Regions from separate parts of the Canis lupus genome. Here region 1 is linked to region 2. Evidence: chromatin contacts called from public Hi-C data. All regions are on one chromosome and are shown on one strand. The core of a region is the stretch at or near the end of the contact, and the rest is flanking DNA. Distances in the headings are between cores, read along the strand shown.

What was found. Hi-C and Micro-C count contacts between places; a contact is called where the count stands out from the background.
Region 1: a contact with region 2 is called in a Hi-C map of blood, with 1.6 times the contacts expected there. The contact joins two enhancer-like sites. A contact is called at or near these places in 2 of 9 Hi-C or Micro-C datasets (both in blood).

Annotation. Positions count from the first base shown.
Region 1 is chr35:15,883,543-15,886,265 of UU_Cfam_GSD_1.0, forward strand. All of the region lies in intron 1 of JARID2 (protein Jumonji), which reads left to right. Among named protein-coding and RNA genes, the nearest start is that of JARID2, 110 kb to the left of the region's middle. Within about 2 kb of position 1,344, at least 1 of the 20 cell types and tissues checked has an H3K27ac peak or open chromatin away from gene starts, as enhancers often do. A contact at or near this core is called in blood, where this site is marked.
Region 2 is chr35:15,784,221-15,787,025 of UU_Cfam_GSD_1.0, forward strand. All of the region lies in intron 1 of JARID2 (protein Jumonji), which reads left to right. Among named protein-coding and RNA genes, the nearest start is that of JARID2, 9.1 kb to the left of the region's middle. Within about 2 kb of position 1,456, at least 4 of the 20 cell types and tissues checked have an H3K27ac peak or open chromatin away from gene starts, as enhancers often do. A contact at or near this core is called in blood, where this site is marked.

The sequences.
Region 1 (2,723 bases), core at 94-2,593, 99 kb after region 2:
CCAGTTTTACATCAATTTTAAAGATAAAATCCATCCCTTACTATCCTATTAGGAGGACAAGATCTTTTTTCTCTTGTGTGTGGAGTTAGAGAAGTTCTTTTTGAAAGCTACCCTGATAACTGGGGAATGTTAGGAACAAAAAGAGAGCCGGCAGGCCACTCAGTCTCTCTGGAGACAAAAGTGGAATTATATGTTACTGGTGAGCAGGACGTTTCCCAGAATGTATAGCCTCACCATCTCCCTGCTCTGACTGTACAAGAAGAGGAGTAGATGCTTCAGCTGTGTCCTTCAGGTAGTAACTTGGGATCTAGGATTATTTGGCAGTAGCTTGAGATTTGGGTAAATGAGAAGAAAAACTCAAAGAATGTGTGGAGGCTTCTCCCCCCCCCCCCCCCGCCCCTAGGAAGTTGACCCCAATTTAGTTTTGTTCCTTATGATGGGATATTGGGTCAGAGAGTATCTACACTTCAAATCTGTCCCCTCCTGATGGAATTAAATCTGTAGCAGTCTTAACCTGGTTTCTTAATACTTGTAAATTTTAAAAAAATACTTTATTCATCAGAGACACAGAGAGAGGCAGAGACATAGGCAGAGGGAGAAGCAGGCTCCCTGTGGGAATTCTGAGGCAGGACTTGATCCCAGGACCTCAGGATCCTGAGCCAAAGGCAGACGTTCAACCACTGAGCCATCCAGGCATCCCTCATGATACTTGTACTGAGATGTTATTTTTGTATTTATTATTGGCAAATCAGAACCATTCTCTGACTCAGACATGCAGGGTATCCCTCATTCATTGGGACCTCTGGAAACTTTGAGTAGTTTATAGCTGTTCAATTCACTTCCTTCAAGCTAGTAGGTGTTTGGTTTATGTTTCAAGGAACAAAAGCTTGAGTATCTGCTAAAGGCCCCCCCCCCCCCCCCCCCCCCCCCCACACACACAGTATTTCAGAGAATACAGAATGCCTGATCTTAGAGAATTTCTGTAAAAACAGTCAGCAGTGTATTAGGATGTTCTGGGGCTATTTCAATAGCTCTTTCCATAGTTAATGTGAGTTTCTTTGTTTTCTTAGCTTCATTTGCTCAACCATTACTGAAGCTCCTAATGTATATACATGGATCGATGTTGGGGAGTTGTCAGAATATAGATCCTATTAATGCTGTGAGACTGCCTTTCACCGAGGGTGGGAGTGTCTATAGGTGGGTGGTCCCAGGACTGTGTCCTAGAGGTGTGATTCTGGGCTTATTAAAAATCTCGGGGCACATGCCACAACCCCAATCAGCAAAGTCAGAAGGGAAGTGAGGTCTGTACTTGATAAAGCTCCTCATGGGGGTTTCCAGGGCAGTCAACCTTGACCCACCTGTAGCATTCTAGATAAGAGCTTCTGGGGCTGCTCAAATCTGAACACATGTCCTCTTATTGGGACGATGAGAAAAAGACTTATTTTTATTAGGAAGATAAGAATATGGGGGTTTTTGTTTTTGGTAAACCAGTGAAGAGAATTTTGAAGGTGAGAATCTTTGCTTCAGGTGCTCCAGGTTTACTGAAGGAGGAATCCACAAAGAAAAAGCACAGCATAGTTGGAGCAGTGGGGTGTGACTCATGGCAGCAGGTCACATAAAGGTGTTTCTCTCTTTCCTCTCTCCAGGTCTTAGGGTTTATTCCTTTGGGTTTTGTAGTGTTCTGCTCTTTTGTCTCCAACAGCCTTTGTGTCTATGGGTCCCCCCAGTTGCTGGCATCCAGAAGGAGCTACTCTGGAACCTTCCTGGACCCATCTGAGAGAGAACAGGGTATAGTTGGTAACTCCACACAAATGTTTGTTTTGTGACCTCTTGAAAACTTCACTGCATAGTCCTCTCTGGGCCATCTTGTGACCATATTTTGACTACCTGTGAGCAAAGGCCTCAGCCCCCTGTCTTCTTGGTTACCTGTCTCTTTCTGTTTGGGGTGGATGTTTGTCATTTTCCTTATTTGCATGTGAAGCCTCAAGAGAGGAAGGGATGCCAACACCCCCCCTCCTGCCCCCATGGAGTGATTGATTTTATTTAGGACTTCACAGAGCTGAGTAGAATTTTCTTACCATCAGCTGCTCATGAACCCCAGTGTCACCTGTGTTGACCACTGCCACCATATTGACCTGCCATCATTGGTGAATTAGGGCTGTGGTGTCCAATGGATTTTTATAGAATGACTCTAGTGAGACCTCTAATTTCTTCTCCTGTGGTCACCCCTCTGCCTTCACTCACTATTTTAAAGCATCATTTTCCCTAAGGCCCTAAAAACCTTCTTCACCATAAAATGACTCGTCCAGGTCAGCCAGTCCTTTATTGGACTTCGTTCCTAACTTTTACATGGACCGGTAAACTGTGTTTTCTGCCCTTTTATAAATTATGGTATACAAAAACACGCTTTTTTAAACTACTGTGGTTATGTTGAGATCTCTAGTCCTGATCTGATCCAAGGCCTGAACTCTGACCTCTCCTAAGGGCAAGTGATAAGTAACTCAGACTAGGATGCCTAAAAACTAAACTCTGGTTCTTCCCTTCTCTCTGTTCCAGAGTAGTCTTCTCAGAAGTGCCTTCCCTTTGCCCAGAGGTAACTCCATTTCCTGAGATGAAAGATTTTTGAGTTTATCTTTGACTCTCTCCCTTTTTTCTTTATTTTTTAAAAAAATATTTGAGAGAGAGAATGAGCACAAGCAGGGGGGAGGGGAGGGAGAAGCAGA
Region 2 (2,805 bases), core at 206-2,705:
CCGGGACTTCTGTTCCTGTCAGTGCTTGCAGGTGGCTATACATCTCTTGTCTCTGAGGACACCTGGGATCAGAAAGGGTCTGTGTTTTACAGAAGTAGATCCCATAGGGTGAGGTCTAGGTCCCGCCTGAGTGGAGCTGTTGGAGTACATCCTGGGCCTCTCGGGTATCTGTCTGGATTTCTTTCCACTTCCACACTGTTTTACAACAGGTTTTGCTAATCTTGTGAGAATGGTGCCTATCTCTCCTGGGGTTCTCTTTGAAGTTTAAAGAAATGTGCCGGAAGAGCTTGGATTGTAGAAAACACCATAGATGGGCCACACAACACCCACTCCTCCTGAAAGCATTGTGAAGAGAAGGCCCAGTCACTTCGGAAATAACCGCCCACGTTTGTTTCCATAGTGAGTTCACACCAGAAAAAGGCTTTTGAGTCCATTTTACAGAAGAGAAAATCAAGGCAGCTAGACACTGGCCAGGACGTTAAAGACTGCATATCTCTTTCCTACTTTTTGGTCCAGGTGAACGAGCGGTAAAATGAAATGATGACCGTAACCCCAAAAAAGGGGAAGAAAAGATCACAACAAGGGCTCTTGGCAGGCTTCAGAGAGGTTTTTTGCTTAAGCAAGTTGGGGAAGTTAAGGCAGGTTGTCAGCGTCCCTGGAACAGAAGGAGTGCATCCGTCTCAAGTACATGTTTGTGTTTGTTGTTTTTTTAAACACCAGTTGGTGGAGCTACCCTCTTTCCCCAGCTGGCTGTCTCCTTGAGTTCTCATTGGAAAAAAGAGCTGAGATCCCAGTACCCTTTGGGACTGACTGGTTTGTACTCTATATTTTTGTGAGTGTCCCCACCCACTGTCTCGGTGATATCTTAGGGCCAGGGCCGGCTGGGCCACATTAGCTCTCCAGGCTTCTGAGAACCTGCAGGAACCTGCTTTCTTCGCAGGGGCTGTCACAAATTGGATCCTCTCTCTCTTTTTTTTCCTCCTTGTATTGTTGCCCTTGCCTTTGCTGCTTATGGGACTGTGGTGGGGTGGGGTGGGGGTGGGGGGGGGGGGCAGCGCTGGGGCAATCATTGGCCCTCATCCTCACCAAGGTCCGGGCCCTGTGGTAAACAAAAGCTGCCCAGATATGTTAATGAGGCAGCATGAGTAATGGGAACATTATACATAATTACTCGTATTCATAGGATGTATGAGGGTGTTAGAAAGGGGAACCCTACTGGTTGAAGTTCTTGAGAGCTGTTTTTGAGGGCTGGTGCTGCCTCAGAGGCCTAAATTGGATTTTAAGTTCTAATTTTGTAAGTCTGTCAAGCCCCACCACCCATGAAGAGGAAGGCCAGTGAGCATCGAAATGTCAGAAATGTCATCAGCGGCACTGTTTGGTTACCAGGAATCCTAGAAGGTTTAACAAAATATAGCCAGTTTTGCTCCTTTATCCTCCCAGTGCAGCTCTTTCCTCACACACCTGTTTTCTGCAGTAGGAGCAGGACTTCCTTTCCCAGCACTATTGTTTTTGGGGGGTGAGGGGCAGCGAGACGGGTGGTGTGTGTGGTGTGTGTGTCTGTGTCTGTTTTCCATCAGGAGACCCTCTGGTTTGCTGTGAATGAATGATCCAGGAGAGTGTGGGAGACCTTTTGGTGCCCTCTTTTATTGCTTTTTTTAAAAATCTGGGTGGTTCTTTCTCTGTTATTTCCTAAGCACAATTTTGGTGAGGACTTGATCTACAGTGGTTATCTCTTGGTTCTTATTTCTGCCAGCTGTTAAAGTGTTTGGTGCCTGTGGGGGCAGAAACAGGTGCCAGGAGGAAATGAGCAGGGATTAGGGCTGAGCATGTGTTTCTTGCATTTATTCCTTCCATAGGTTTGCAGAATGAGGGCTACTGAATGTATGCTCACTCTGTGAAGCAGCTCTCGGATACGGACATGATTAAAACCTGGAGCGTCTTGTGCTTTGTGTATATGCCTTTCTATTAGTACGTGGGCCGCAGTAACGCAGTGCCTTAGATTTGATTCACAGGCTTAGGCTCAGTCATGAACATAACAGATAAGCCGTGGTAATGGACAGGATTGGGGATGCGAGCTGAGTTCAAGGTTGGGTCCTGTGCTACACTGGGCATCTGACCCTTGGGAACACCACGTAACCTCACCGAGCTGCTTCCTCATCTGGAAAACTTGTTTCATCCACCTCTTGGGCTTGTTACTGGGAGAGCCAGTGAGATTTTTGATGTGAAAGCACTTTGTAAATTGCATACGCCTGCACAAATGGTCAAGGTATCATTACACAGTTGGAAATCACCAACCTGGAGACATCGGGCCTGCCGGCAGCCTTCCTAGCTGACTCAGAAATAAATGAGTCAAATGAATTCTATACTTGGCCTCTTAATAAACCAAATGAGTAGCTTTAGAATAAGTCCATTTTGATGTAATCTCTTCCCACCCCCACTCTGTTTGATGAAGCACTCTGTGTCATCCAAACACGTCTGGGTGGTGAACTGGAGGCACAGATTTGACCCTTGAGACTGGAGTGGCCCCGGATCTGTGCTCAAAGACGTTTCACCAAAGATGTTTAAACTGGGATCTTGGAGCAATAATCCTTGAAATTGAAAATCTGGTCGTGATCCTTCATGGGCTCCCTGTGGCTTTTGGAATAAATCTAAACCAAGTGTGTCAGGACAGCATGACAAGCCCTTCTTGCTGGGCCCCGGGCCTATCCGGCCACCTGTTCTGGTTTAGCGGAACCCAGCCCTTAGCCTTTGCACGTCCTGGTTCCTCGAGTGGGTTGCCTGAAGAGCCCTACCTGGCCCTTCTGA